2 separate regions of the Anser cygnoides genome follow, and region 1 is linked to region 2. Evidence: chromatin contacts called from public Hi-C data. All regions are on one chromosome and are shown on one strand. The core of a region is the stretch at or near the end of the contact, and the rest is flanking DNA. Distances in the headings are between cores, read along the strand shown.

Region 1 (7,530 bases), core at 4,974-7,473, 74 kb before region 2:
AGAGAGGGAGTAACTTAACGCCAGGGAGAAAACCTAAACCTCTGCATGGACCAGAGCGCTCAGATTGCTTGGGTTGATTTTTGAACAGTGAAGTAACTCGGCCTCTGCTGCTCGGGCCTGTCCTCACAACAGGCTGTGTCCTCACAATGATGGTGCTGAGCTCCCTGGGACTGCGGTGCGAGCTCAGTCCGGGTACCCTCCACAGGACTAAATATAAAAGCAGGGTGAATTTAAGGTTAAAACTCTGCCAAGTGCTATTTGTATTTGCAGAGCATCTGAGCAGGGTTAACATTTTGCTGCTGCGGTGGAAATGGAGCTTGGAGGGGATGGAAAAAGGCTGCTCCCAAGCCAATTGAAAAACATTGTTCTGACCTTATTCAAGAAGCTACATCTTCCCTCTCTCTTTCCTCCCCCTCACATTCCTCTCATAGTAATCACTGATCTCTAACCTCAGCTTCATCTGCCACAGCTAACCACTTAAAACTAAAAACTAGAAACCCAACAGCAGCAAAAAAAAAAAAAAGGGCTGCTTCTGCACACACCTCATCGTGTACCGTACTGCTTCCAGCACGGACTTAGCTTTGGAGGGCGTGAGTCAGCAGCGAAGGTTTCGGATAGCGTCGTGTCAGGGGAGCTGGCGACTGCCTCTTCCTTTGGGCCAGAGCACCGGGATGGCTCAACCTGGGGTATGCAGCGCGGGGAGGTGTTTTGCTTCTCCTTTCTGTTTGCACATAAACAGATTGCAGCAGATGACACAGTCATCAGACTTCCTGGGCTTAACACAAGGCTGCCGCAGACGATGTCCATTTTGGAGGCTGTCAGTTGAGTTTGTTGCCTAATTTGGTCACAGTGTGCTTGGGGCTGGCCTGCTTTCCTTTTTTTTTTTAAAAAAAAAAAAAAAAACAACACTCGTCCTTTTCTATCATTGTCGTGGAGGGGAAGCTGTTTGTGTTGGAGAACCTCCTGCTCTTCTCACTTCCTCTCTGCTGAGGAAGCGATACTTGAATGGTGTCTTTCAAAAAGCTACGCAATCCTCAAGGTGACTTTTCCAGTCTTTTCCTTCTTTGCCACCCTTTCATAAGCTTCCAATAACCCTACTGGCCTCTTATCCCTTCTGAGTAGTCGTTTGAGCTGTTAATGCTGGAGGACTTTGGATTAGTTCTCCTACCTGACAGAGGGAGCTCTATGTGCTGAAGTTAAATAATAACTGATAAGTTGATGTATTTGCAATATACGAGGCAAGGGGGAGATGACGATGATGCAAGTCCAGCCTTAGCTAATGGAAGGAGCACGTGTTTTGTTTCATACACCGCTAACGAGAGGCCTGGCACCATTTAGGACGCTGAAAATGCCGACCACTGGGAGGGAAGGAGCGTGACGGTCAGCTCTGCCGCGTGGCCTTTACAAGTTAGCTGCTGCGTAGTGCAAATCCTCGCGAAAACCACAGGCTGCAGAGCCCTTTGGAAAAGGACCGCTGCTCTGCATCGGACCACGGTCAGCCCAAACAAGCTGCCTGCCTGGCACGCAGGAGGCACGCTGGCCTTCCATGGGCAATGAGAACTTTTGTTCAGCAGCAGCTGAGGCATCGACACCAAAGCTGGAATCTCCTTTCTTTTATTTCTCTGCTGTATTTGGGGGCGAGGGGGAGGGCAGCTTCCAGGTGATCCAGTCGAGGATGCAGCCTTGTGCAGTGCTACCGGGAGGCTCGTGTGCCTTACGGATGGTGAAGCTGCTGCTGTTGAGGGAGTTACCACCTCTGCTGGAGAAGATTCCCTGGCCTTGGAAGCACGAGGAGATGCTGGGCTGCCTACTGAAATCCAGCCCTCTGTTGTAGGTCCAGAGTACACGTAATAAAAAGCTTCAGCAGAGCCACAGGTTAAGGTACACCATGAGTAGTGCGATAATCAGCCTTACATGTTTGGCAGTAGATGGGCAGGCACGGGCTGGTCTCTGCAGAAGATCCCCTGGAGAGATGAACCTTCAGCATGCGTCAGGTGTGGGTACCATTGACCTCTGAGACATTAGTAATGGAGAAACACGGGCGTAAAGTGGTGAGGCAGCAACTTTACGGGGGAAAGGGAAGGTGAAACAAGTTTTCTTCTGGTTTAGTAAAAAGTCTCCTCTGTGTGTCATTTGGCATTTGCATATAATCTGCTAATTAGGCATGACTGACTCACCCACCATTTCCACCTGAAAGGCATGATGTGTTTTGAAGAACACAGTTTATAATCTCAGTAGGCCAGCGTTTCTTCTCTTCCTCCTCCTCCCCCTTCCAGTGCCCCCCAAAATGCATTCCCGTACTGCTTTTAACCTTCAAGCCTCTTTTCTTCTGCTCTCTCTCTGTTACTACTCTTGCATTATTAATGGGGCTCTCGCAATCCAGCCAGAACACTGACATTACTAATTACTACTTGTAGCAGAGGAGCGAGGAGCAAGGTAGAAACTGGGTCAGGAAATGTTGTCGTCATAATACGACAGTATCAGAACTGCGGAGCAGAACTCTTCGTATGAGCAGGGTTGAGATGGAGACGTGGGACCTCCTTGCTCCCTTGCTGCACGCCGATGAGACGACCAGCTTGCACCCGCGAGTGTTAACGGAGCTGTAATTTGCAGGAGCTGAGGAATGGAGTGGGTAAAATGTTGTGTTCCGATCGTGCCTTGAGCATCACAAAATTCACGCGTTGCTGGTAGTATAGTGCGGAGCCCCTTCTCCTGTTGGTATCAAAGGGGAAGGAGGCGTCAGTGGCTGTGTTTGTGTTTGCATTCAGCGAGGGCCTGCCCGTCATACTCGCTGCATTCAGATTGTCCTTGGCAGCACCAAGGGCATCCTGCAGCAGCAAACGGCTCTCGTGCTCTGTGTAAGAGAATATGGCTGCTGTGAAATCAGAATGAGAACGTTATTTGGGGGATGCAGCAATTAACCCACAAATAGTGGGTGGTTGTAAACATAAAGAATTGCCTGCCTGTCCTGCTCCTGGCTGGTGGAGCTGGGCCGTGTCCCTCCGCTGGGCAGAGCATCCACGTAGGAACCTGGCGTCCCCGGGAGGCATTGCTGCGAGCAGTTGTGCCGTCATGTTAGCTCGCTCCTTGAGCGAGGGGCAAGAGTGAAAAGGGGAGTGCCACTTACTGCAAAATGTGTCGTCTCTTATGGGAAGTGACAGCTTAAAGGAAGTAATCTCTTTAAATTAATGCTTTCCTTGCTCACTTCTTTGAAATGGTTAAAAGAGCTAAATATGTATGTCAGTAATAGAACACAAATACAACATTTTGTGCGTGCTGGCAAAAGAATGAAGTCCCTCTCCCCCAAAAGATCCTTTAAAAAATAATAATCTGAAGTCTAATCTTTCCCAGAACCATTACATTGCCCTTGCAGGATGGGAGGCTCGTATAAGCCTGCTTGCCAAGCCTATACAAGCGAGCCTGTGATGAGAGGCTGAGAGCTTGTCCCTGGGGGAGATGGCGAACTCGAGGTGGCAAACTCTTGGAGAGGAGGGAAGGGGCTGTGCGTTTCTTCCTTCCCTGCGCTGCTGGTAGCAGCAAAGCTGCTTTTCTTACATCCTGGTAGTATCCAACACACGGCAGCCCGCTGTGGCCACGCGTGTGCAGCAAGTGCGGATGCTGCTGCTTTTGGAAGAATACAGGAAGGCACCAAAGCGACTCGTGCAGTCCCTGCTAGGCTGCTGTGCCTCCAGATCGACCAGCAGCGTGCCCCAGTCTCAGCAAAGCCCGGGGGCCAGCACGTGAGCAGCACGAGTCCCTCTGAAGTCAGACGGCAGCTCTCCCAAAGCGAGCGAGATGTTGGGGCTGGGTGGACTCGACAATATCCCCTTTCAAAGATTATCCTCCAGACTGTCCTGGTCGGGCACCGCCTTCGGCATCTGCCTTAGTCTTTTGTAAGGATGAACAGTATTTAAAAGAGACTGGCTACTCTAATCTGTGCTCTGCAGGCTCAAAAGTCTGTCCTGATGTGGCTGGCCAACTTTATTTTCCTAACTGTCGATTGTACTTGTAGGGCTTTGCATGTATTTTGTCTGGGCTGTTGATGGAGCTACCTTGAAGCCAGCCCAAAACAGAGCTTTGCTAGTGCAGCTTTGGGTATTTAGGGAGGGCAGACGTTCCCTTTAAGTACAAGCTGATGATGGGCAGTGATTTCGACCACGTTTTTAATAAAGCCATTGTGGAGCTGAAGAGGTCTAAAGTTTACGACCCCAGTATTCTTTTCAAAAGGTAAGTACTGACTTGCCATTAAAATCGAGCGTTGTCAGTAAAGCAAATGCTTTCTCTACCCAAAATTTCATGTGCACGTATTTAATTAAAAGGTGACAGGGTTAATGAAGCTTTGAGTGCATATGGCCTCATTCCCTGAATTTAATTTTCTTTAATTGCTCCAGAGATTGAAATTCCCAGCTATGGTTGTCTCCTAACATGTGAATTAAGGACCTGGAAAGGAACAATCTCACTCGGTGCCAGCCTCTTCCTCATCTGCTGATTTTTACTCTTTCATTGAAAGAGGATTAGATAAAAATGCCTTTCTTAAATCACTGTTCTAGCTTCGTGGTGGATTTGGCTGATCTGAGAGCTGCTGACACCTTGGACGCTGGGAAGGAGGTGAAAAGTGGGGTGTTCTTGCAAATTGTGTCACTTGTCCCTAAGATATTAGAGGAGACTGAGAGCAAGTCACTTTTTTCTCTTCCTACCCTTAATACCCACCATCACGTTCAGCATCACTGGGGTTAAGTTGACTGAATTGCAAAGCCAGAACCCAAATCAAGCCGGTCTTCGTTGGCAGTCTTTAAAAAAAGACATTTTTAAAGCACTGCGGTGTTTTAAAATAAAATTGAGGGAGGAAGGTTGTTTTGGGGTGGATTTTGTGTTTGTTTGCGGGAGCTTTCGGACAGCGGCTTTAGTGCCTAAGACCTCTGTGAGAATCCGGGTCCTTTGTGGTCCTCGCGTGCTAAGTGCAGTGCGAGCTCACGGCCCGAGCCCTGCAGAGCTCGGTAAAAGGACAAAAAGCTGAAACTCAGCAAAGCTACGTACCGGCGACATGATCGGTGCTGGGAAGAGCAGATCATGTTCCTGCCTTCGTTAAAATAAAAACTTACGACCCATGAGGAGTGGCCCCGTATGTGGCCGTCTATTTGTGACGGATGCTGCCGAATGTTCCAAGGCTACTCTACGTTTTTGTGTGGCCTTGTGGGCTTGTTAACAGCTATAGCCCTGGCTAAATGGTTTAATAGAAAAGGAAGCTTCCAACAGCAGACGTTGGGGTTAATTTAATGCACATCTAATACTAGACCAGTGGGAGCAACAAGCGTTTTAGGGGTTTGCCACAGCTTTGACTCCTTTCGGAGGTCTGAGCTGCCCGAAATCTTTGGGAAAATGTAGCAGCACCCACTTGATCTGGTGGAGGCTTGTCGTAAGTGGCCGGCACGTGGCTCTGATAAGTGCATGAGGGGGTATTGGAGAGCCGCCAGGCCTTCCCGGTAAGAAGTCGGGGGCTGCTGGTAGGCTGTGGTGGGTAAGTTGGTGGCTGGGGTGCGTTTTGGGGCTGGGAGGGTGGTTTTGGACGAGCTGTGCTTCGTGCTCAGGAAGGTGTCAGGTCTCTCCCTTGCTGTGGGAAGGTGCCCCAGCATCAGAGGCAGGCAGTGGGGACACGAGGGTCGGTTTGGTACCCAGCACCCTGCCATGAAGTGTTTGGGGAGGCAGCACAGAGAGACACCCTCGAAGCGGGAGCTCTAACGTGCCTTAATCAGCCGTGTCCATTGAATTTCTACCTAAACACGTGAATCCATAAAGCAGCTGGGGTTAAAATACTGAATTCCTTTCTGATGTGCCTTAATCCTTCCTCACTTCTCCCCCCAGTGAGCCTGTGCATCTTCAGCTGGAGTCAGCACAAATCCTCCTTGCTGAAGCTCGCCCTTCTCCCGGCCTTAAGCAAACCACCTCCTTCGCTACCGCCTAACTCCTCTCCTCCACCTCGATGCTTGAAGCGACCCCTGCCCTGCCAAATAACTCGGGGCCAGCTCGGCCAGGAGGGCCGGGGCCTGGCCTGTGCGTGGCCGCTCCTCCCGCCGCGGGCTCGGGGAGCAGAGGTGATGCTTAAGTGGTCTCGGTGCTGCTACCAGTGTAAACAGAGCAGCTGTTTTTCCCCGAGCCAGGGGAGCATTAATGGAATGCGCTGGCCCGGGCTGATGTAAAACATCGCCGCGCGTTTCGGGGATGAGGTCAGCGGCACTGCGAGCTGATGGGAGTTTAATGTCGAGTCTGCCTCTCGAAGCAGAGGGGTCAACCGAGAGAGCTGCGGCTAATGGAAACGCAAGTACACTTGTCATAAATCACTGCCAAAATCCTGAACGGGCAGAGCTGCCGCGGTATCCTGCGGCCAGCGATGTTTCTGTAACCAGCCATTAGCTGTTCGGAGGCTGCCTTCCTCTCCGGGTGCTTTTAGTGTCAGTGCTTGACTTTAAAAGGGCCAAGGAGAGGCTGGGAACGGAAGGCTTAAGGGAAGCGTTACCTCCAAGTGCTGGGAGAGCGCTGCTTCGCCAGCTGCTTCTGTGCCTTTGCGGGGCCCCTTAGTTACTGCTGCCCATCCTGTTGGGAAATGGTAGGAGGGCGGCTGAGAGCTCGGTTTAAACAAGTCGTCCTTCTGGTAAAATGGGATCGGCCGCGTTGCTGCTGCGAGGTTGCTAGGAACTCCCAAGGCACGCAGGAAAGTGTTGAGGGGCCGGAAGCAAAGCGCACTTGGCACCGTTCAGGGATCATATGGCTCTTAAAAACAAACAAATCTCGTAAAAAAGTAAAGAGCAGCATTTTTCTAGACAATGAGAAGTCAGTTTGCCTTCCCGACCAACCAGCATATTTCCCGTAAAGCTGGACGCTGTAACCTACCATTTGCCAACAAGATAAGATGGTTGTATTTGTTCAGTGATTTATCCTCTGTGAAGCTAATCTGAAAGAATGCTTTATTGCTCTATTTATTTTTTCAAAAGAGGCTTCTTTGACCTCCTTTTTTTTTTTTTTCTGTTGGAAGCATGCATGCCTTTAAGCCAAATCTCAAAGCCCAGTTGAAATTGGGGTCTGTCTTTGGGGATGCTGCTGAAAACGCAATATCTGTGGGCTGTTAGTGGCGAAGATGCCATTCAGAAACAGAGGTGAGCATCCCTCCCCAAGGCCTTTTCTGTATTGAAAAGCCTCGCCGCGATACAGCCTCGTACAAACCAACAAGGCCGGTCGGCAGCTGGAGGTTTTTTCCTTTCTGGGTCCTCCTTGAAGGGCAGAGGTTAAAACAAAGCAGATGCTCTCACGGCGTCTGTGCTCTCCTGCTAAGAGGCAGTCGCTGTAAGAGGCCCTGCCGTGTGAAATGAGGATGCTGCCTCCTGTTTGCAAGTGGTCGCTGGGGAGGGCGAGGGGGAAGGTCTGCAAGAGATGGTCCCCTGGAGAGAGAGGGGTGTTGGTGGTGTTACTGCGTTACCTTCACCCTGAAGTTTGTGTGTGCAATTATCCACGTACGTAAAGTCTGGAAGCGCCTCG
Region 2 (7,468 bases), core at 3,906-6,405:
GACTCTTCTCTCCCACAGATCATTGCCCCGCCTGAGCGCAAGTACTCTGTCTGGATTGGAGGCTCCATCCTGGCCTCCCTGTCCACCTTCCAGCAGATGTGGATCAGCAAGCAGGAGTATGACGAATCCGGACCCTCCATTGTCCACCGCAAATGCTTCTAAACCGGACTGTTACCAACACCCACACCCTTGTGACAAAATGAAACCCATAAATGCGTGTAAAACAAGACAAGATTGGCATGGCTTTATTTGTTTTTTTTGGCGCTTGACTCAGGATTAAAAAACTGGAATGGTGAAGGTATCAGCAGCAGTCTTAAAATGAAACATGTTGGAGCGAACGCCCCCAAAGTTCTACAATGCATCTGAGGACTTTGATTGTACATTTGTTTCTTTTTGTAATAGTCATTCCAAATATTGTTATAATGCATTGTTACAGGAAGTTACTCGCCTCTGTGAAGGCAACAGCCCAGCTTGGAAGAGCCGATACCAGTTTCTGGTGTTAGGTTGTAATCGCTTGTCTGTAAATTATGTAATCCAACAAGTGTCTTTTTGTATCTTCCGCCTTAAACAAAACACACTTGATCCTTTCTCTTTGATTTGTTAAGCGAGCGGGCTGTGTTCCCCAGTGATAGATGTGAATGAAGGCTTTACGGTCCCCCCTGCCTAGGAGAAGTGCCAGTATGCGGGGGAGAGAGGGGCTACCTGTACACTGACTTAAGACCAGTTCAAATAAAAGTGCACACAATAGAGGCTTGACTGGTGTTGGTGGTTCTTTATTTTGTGACGCTCCTCGACGGTTGGTACCCGCTCTGATCTCACTGTGCCAGGCTGCAGGGGTCGGCTATCGCGCTGGGGTGGGAGCCAGGTGGCTGCTGGTGATATGGGGAGCCGGGCTTGCCATGCTGCAGGAGTTTGGAGATCCCCAGCTCCTGGGGGTGTGCTGCCGGGTGAGGGGTGGGCAGGGCTCTTGTGCTCCTGGAAACTTGCGCTCCTGGAGAGAGCTGGGTTTGGTGGGCATCCAACCCCTTCAAAATGCCGCCTGTGGTGTTCTTCCCTCGCTCCCCAGTGTGCTGCTGGGGAGCAGCTGGCTTCTCCCTGGGCCAAGGGTGCTTTGGCTGTCCCCTTCTGTCCCCACACCAGGTGCGTGGCCTCCTCTGTTCCACTTCTGGGTGTCTCCTGCCAAGCAGCTTGCTCTGCTTTTGCTTCACCCCCCTCGTGTCCCAGGAGCAAGGGAGGCCTGAGCTGAGGCTGGGAGACTCACACTCTGGCAGGCTGCCCGCTGGGTGGAGGCAGGAGAAAGCCTGTGAAGTGGATGAGCAGGGCCACGGGGCTCTTACACATCGCTGCAGGGGTGGAGCTGGGAAAGGGCACAGCGAGGGAGCTCTCACTTGCACGGTGACACCTACGGCTGCGGTGCTGGGGCCCGGGGAGCGCGGAGCCGGGTGGCGCTTTGTGTTCCCGACCCAGGCGGACCAGAGCTTGGAGCCTGGCTCGCAGGCGTGCTGGCTTCCCGAGGCTCCTCCGGCCTGCCTGGCTTTGAAGAGCTAATGGCTGCGATTGTGTCATGCTCGCAGCAGATGAAAGGCAAGGAACAGGCTCCATGTGCTCTTTAATCCTTTGCCTGGCCTGATGCTGCTGCAGCGTCATGCTGCGCTCAGGGTGGACCTGCTGGTTTCTGCCCTTTTGTCTCCCCAGCCTCCCTCCTGGCCGCCCTGGGTGCAGGGCTGGAGGTGCAGACACTGGGCCGGGCAGACGAGTTACTGGAAACACCAGTTTGCGATGGGGGAGGTGAAACTGGTTGGAGCGGGGCCCTAACTGGGCTCATAACCCGGGGTCTTGGGGAAACGGGGCGAGGAGGAGGCGATGGCAGCCCCTGGGGAGGGAGCTGGTGGTGGGAGCGAGGGCAGGAAAAAGGCCAGGAGGCGAGAAGGGATGATGAGAGGGAAACGGGGCGCCAGTCCGTGAGTCTGCTCTCCTGCCTTCGGTCCTCCTGAAGCAGCCACTGACTGCTGTGGAAAAATGCGTTGAGACACAAAGAACTGGAGAGGCGGTGGTGGGGTGGTGGCGGAGAGGAGCGGCGAAACGCCCGGGGCCGAGAGGAGCTCAGGCAGGGAGACGAGCGGGTGCAGAGAGAGGGACAGCGATGGGCAGGGGAGGAGAGCTGATTTTACACGCTCCAAAGGGCAGAAAGCGAGGTTTTCTCTCGGTTAACACTTCGTGGGGTTTTCTTTTTCCCTTTCTCGCAGCTCTCTCGCTGCTCCTGGCGATCAGCCCCCTGGTAAAACGAGGCCGGGCATTTTGCAGCCTTTCCCGATGCTTCTCGGACGCGAGGCCGTGGTGTGCACAGCTCCTCCGCAGGCCGCTCCAGCAAGGCTCGGTTTATGCCTCCTTTGGGCCATTACATGCTGGAGAAAAGAATGCAGTGCCGGGCAGGGAAGCCTGCGAGCATTACTCACTGCTCCCGACTCCGGCAAGCAGGGGGGAGCCGGGTGGTTTCCTCTGAGGAACACCAGGCGCTGGAGAGGGAAGAATTTTATTTTTTTTTTAGCTGCAGCTTCTCCATCATTGTGTTTCGGAAGGCTCGGTTCACCCCTTGCCATTTCACAGGAGTGGGGAAATGCCGAGGGACCGGTCACAGGAAGGGCGGCGGAGGAGTTTATTTAGCCGTGTCCTGGCTCTTGAGGCCACCAGCAACAGGCGAGGCTCAGAGGAGAAGATGTGCAAGGAATGAGCAGTCAGGCTGCTGCCTCCTCCTCCTGTCCGGCACCCAAGGGAGCCAGGGGCTGTGCGGGCACCAGGAGGTTTGAAAAGACCACCAGGCCAGGCTGAGCTCCCCCGGTCCAGCTCAGCAGCCGCGATGTACCAGGATTTCTCCGGCTGCCCAGACAGCGGGGCTCGGCCAAGGATGGTTGCAAGCCACCCAGCCCTCTCTCGCTTCCCTTTAGCTGCCCAGGGGGAGCTGGCTCAGCTAAAGAGAGCTGAGCAAACGTGTTTTACGCCCTTTCTTCCCTTAGAGCTCCCAACTTTCGCTCCTGCTGGAGACAGTCGCTGGCACTTCACCTGCAATTAGCTGGTGACCTGGAAAGTCACCTCCCTGAGCCGCTTACGGAATCAAGCCACCACCAGGAATTAGTGATGTCCTTGGCAAAGGGGACGGCTGCAGCTCTCGGGATTTAGCCCTGAAGGGCCTCCTTGTGTGGTTGTCTCTGAGCCTTGTCGGGCAGCGCTGGCCAGAAACAGCCCCCCTGGTCAGGGGGGCCCCGTCCTCTCATTAGAGAACATGCGCTGCAGCACGCTGGCTGCATGCAAATGTCCCAGGAAGTCCCAGGGCATTCAAACACAACTCGTCTCCTCGTGGAAGTCCCCTCTGAGGGCACAAAGCCTCAGCTTCATAAAAAAAATGGGCTTTCCGAGGTGTCAGCTCGTGGATGGGACTGTGGCTGGAGGAGGAGGAGTTGTCCTGCTCTTTGAAGTTGGTCTTTGCAGAGGGATTGCTGACCCGGAGCCTGCCCTGACTTGCATTATACCCAGCTGTAATCTACTTTAGCAGGCCTTACCGCATTAAATCGTATCAAGCGCTGAAAACCACTTACGGCAGTGGAGACAGCAGTTCACCCAAGCACACCAAGTGCTCTGGCCACTGGGCTTTCGTCATGCTGACAAAAAAAATGAGCTGTACAGACTGTATCAGTGTTAAGAACCAGGGGAGAGAAATGACCCAAAAGTTTCCCTGAAGAAAAAAAAAATAATCACCAGATCAGTCCGGCCATGAACAGTTAAGAGATACTGTACAGGACACCGTATCTGGATATTAGCACCAGATTTGTTTGTTTGCCCTCTTGGACCGGGACAGCATGGTATGTGCTTGCCTTCTTTGGGCTAAGAAAACTGCATTAGTCATAGATGATCAAAGTCTGCTCTGAGACAGCCCAGCAGTGAAATGAACCTGTCTTCGTGGGAGGTTCCCATGTGCCAACACTGGGACGAGCGTTCCTGAACCAAGGTGCAGCAGGGAAGGTTTCTCCTCTCACCTGCTGGCCAAAACCATCAAGAGAAATGCCAGAGTTCAGCGTAGCTGTTTGCTTCCTTCCTCCTTTACAGCCCATCTGATGTCCTGCTGCCACCTGGTATTCAGCCTCGTGTCTTATCAACGCCGCCACATTGTTCATCGCTTGGTGGGCCATCAGTCGGAGCAGCTCCTCTTACAACTGCTGGGAGCCTGGGGAGGTTCTTTAACCTATCTCAGATCCCATTCGGGGCTGGCAACAGCCGTCTGGTCCACATACGCCCCAGGACTGGAGGGAACCCATGGCTAGTCCTAACGCAGGCTGCTCCAGTCAGTCTGGCTCTCCAGGCAGGGCTTTTACTCTGCTTACGGGCCCTGCTCTTGATCTTATTTACATTTGCGCTGGAAATGCAGGTCTTTCTCCACCCCGGTCTCTGCTTCCCCCGATGACTGCAAATACGGCAGGTTGGTATTCAGCCCAGATGTCAAACAAGTCAGTCCTGACTGCAGGGCCTCTGGATTTAATTTGACATTATCTTCTATTTAACTGAAACACATGACAAACAAAGCAGGTACCGATTCTCTTATTGAGGCTCTCCCTCATCTAAGGGCTAAGAGGGGGTTTCCTCTCCAAGTCCAGACCCTGCTCACGGGCCTGGAAGCAAAACAGGTAATCAAGACCTGAGGCACTCGATATTTCTAAGCCAAAACGCCAATCCACCACTAATCTCATTCATGGCCATAAATGGCAACAATCAACCAGGAAGAAAGCAGCAACCTATTCATCTTCCTTTGTGGGTCATCTTTAAAACACATTTTCTATGAACAAAATTCCCCAAGCACACACGTAACTGGAAATTCCAGCGCTCTAGTCCTGTCTGTACTTGAGATTTGGGAAGAGGAGCTAACAGCAGGAGTGCTGAGCCAGCGGGTCCCAGTGGACGTTGCTCTATGCAATGGCTGCGCTCGCAGCACCCCCGGGTGACTTCTGCACGGCCCCCTGTGTGGAATTTGCCTCACACCTGCTGCCGGGGTGAGGAGATTCAGCCTCGTCAGAGCCCAGGTTACGTTCATTGCATAAATGAGCAGTGAGGCTGAAGCCAGCTGGTTTATATAAGGGTTTTGTGGTGCGGGTGGATGCTTTGGAGGGAAGGGGTAGTAGTGATGGCCCCCCTCTCTCATTAGGATCAAGTCCTTCAGTGCTCAGGGTGTCACCCCAAGCTGCTCCCAGCCTACAAAACCACTATGGACAGGGACAGGATCATTTGCCCGCTGCCTGCGCTGAAGAGCAGGGCACTAATCCAGCAAATGCCCCGGAGGCTGCAAAATACCCCGCTGGGGTGGCCGGCCAAGCCCTCCGTGCCCCGTGTGCTGCTGCCGGCTGAGTCACGGCTCGGCGCAGGGCGGATTTTCATTCTGGGAGCAGCCTCAAGGTTTCGTGGGGCGCGGGCCTGGCGTGAGTCAGCCGCTGAGGTGGCGGAGGAGACCGAGAGGAGACACCGAGAGGCTGCCCTCCTCGCTCGGCTCCCAACACCTCAGCACCACCAGAGTCAGGCAGAGGTGAAGAAACCCGCTGCATGCAGCGGGACCGTGCTTAATTTAACCTCAGGGCCGAGCCCTGCAAGCCGGGGACCGAGCCCCGCATCCTCCGTCAGGGGGGCAGCGCCCAGCCGCCACCCCCAGCATGGCGGCGCCGCGCTCAAGATGGCGGCGGGCGGCGGCCGCGCCCTCCCCGCGCTCCCGCCTCAAGATGGCGGCGCGGGGCGGCGGAGGAGTGGCGAGCCGCGGAAGCCGGGTCATGGCAGCGCCGGAAGAACCGTGCGGCGGCCGGGCCGGCGGGGAGCCAGGCCGGGAGGCGGCGGGTTTGAGCGGTGCCCGGTGCGGCGGGGCCGCCGCCATGTTCCGCTGTGGAGAGGTGAGGTGTGGAGGGGCTGCTCCCCGTCCTCCGTCCCTCCGAGCGCCGGTTAACCGCGGCCGGCCCCGGGATGGGGGAAGCCGGGCTCCCCTCAGGGGTTGGGGGTGAGGTGAGCGGGGCTGGAGCCGGCCCCGGGGGTGAGGGGGCTCCCCGCGGGGCTGGGCTGAGCACCCGGTCCTGAGGGGTCGCCCTCCTGGAGGGATGCTCTGTGGGGTTTTCTGGGTGATGCGACGTGGCACCAGAGCACCCCCTTCCCCTTTAGGGGCTGGCGCTGCGTTAATTTCCACTCGAGCTTCATTAAAAGCAGGGTTTAAGTCCAAAACCACCAGCTCGGTGCGATGGGGGTGGGCTGGGGGCCAGGCAGGGGCCTCTTGGGTGGTGATGGAGGGATCGCGGGGTGAGGGAGCAAAAGGGGTGCTTGAGGGGAGCACAGCCATCGGTGGTCGAGGTTTGGCACAGTTACGGCGTGACGTGTTGCAGAAGAGCTAGGGGTAGTCTGATACTGGGCTGCAGGCTGATTATTTCTTGATACATATGAACGGTTACGTAACTTGTAAGGTTATTGGAATGGATTGCTCTTAGGGGAAAGATGTGGGAAGGGATTGCTGGGTTATATTCTGAAAGAATCAGGGAGTGACGCTTTTCCAGTTGCAAAATCAGTAGCAGAAGAAGAATGAAGGTAAATGTTTTATTTCTTAAGCAGTCCACAGCAAAAGAGTGACTGAAGATACTGTGGCTTTGCGTGAAGTTTTGCACTACCTCAGTTTTGTCTTTTAAGGGAGAGGTTTTGGCTTCTCAAGGCGGGTGGGAGTATTTAACAATTCAAGTGGTTCTGTTTTATCTCACTTTATAAATCTCGCTTTATAAATCCTTCTGAGACACAGGGTATCCGTTTTCTCACAAGCTTTGCTGAAGTCTGTGAACTGGTAGCTTTTCTTTTTTTCTTTTTTTTTCTCTTTCAGGAGCTTGTAAGTGGGGAGAGCGAGGAGGAAAATAATGGTGTCAACCTGATGGAGTTCTCGGATGAGATCCTTTTGCACATCCTAAGCTACGTCCCTTGCACAGACCTTGTCCTGAATGTCAGGAAAACCTGCAGGAAACTCGCGACGCTTTGCCTTGACAAGAGTCTAACCCATACAGTCTTACTTCAGAAAGACTATAAGGTGGGGAGAGTAGCTTGCTTCTTCTGTTAGCTGTGAAGACAAGTCTGACTTCTGAAAAAATGCCAAGAAATAGAACACTTCAGTGTGTCTGCATAAATGTCGTGCTCTTGAACTCTGAAAAAAAAAAAAAAACAAATAAACAATAAACTGTTTTTATAAAAGCATTTGTTTTGCAGAATGCTTTGTTAGGACAGCTCTGTGCTCCCTTAGTTAGTTTTCACTGATGGTATTTTATATATTTTCTCTGTTCCTGGAGGCTAAAATGAAAGTAAACTTGACTTGCCATTTATAGCTGCTTTTGACTATGGTTGTATGAAGATACCATTTTCCCAAAATATATTTTCCATGTTGTTGTGCAAAGAAATCTATATGAGCAGAAAAACT

The links. A called contact is a pair of places that touch in the nucleus more often than the background predicts.
Region 1: a contact with region 2 is called in a Hi-C map of fetal liver, with 1.6 times the contacts expected there. The contact joins the enhancer-like site here to the promoter of FBXL18 in region 2. A contact is called at or near these places in 5 of 7 Hi-C or Micro-C datasets (fetal liver, granulosa cells and liver).

Annotation. Positions count from the first base shown.
Region 1 is chr15:3,917,263-3,924,792 of Taihu_goose_T2T_genome, forward strand. The region is part of intron 13 of RNF216 (ring finger protein 216); the gene reads left to right. Among named protein-coding and RNA genes, the nearest start is that of RNF216, 38 kb to the left of the region's middle. Within about 2 kb of position 6,224, at least 2 of the 3 cell types and tissues checked have open chromatin away from gene starts, as enhancers often do. A contact at or near this core is called in fetal liver, where this site is marked.
Region 2 is chr15:3,992,437-3,999,904 of Taihu_goose_T2T_genome, forward strand. FBXL18 (F-box and leucine rich repeat protein 18) reads left to right here and starts at 5,156. Exons shown (of 5, transcript XM_048061830.2): 1 at 5,156-5,921; 2 at 6,884-7,084. The coding sequence starts at 5,691. It overlaps ACTB (actin beta), which reads left to right. Exons shown (of 6, transcript XM_066977989.1): 6 at 19-756. The coding sequence ends at 162.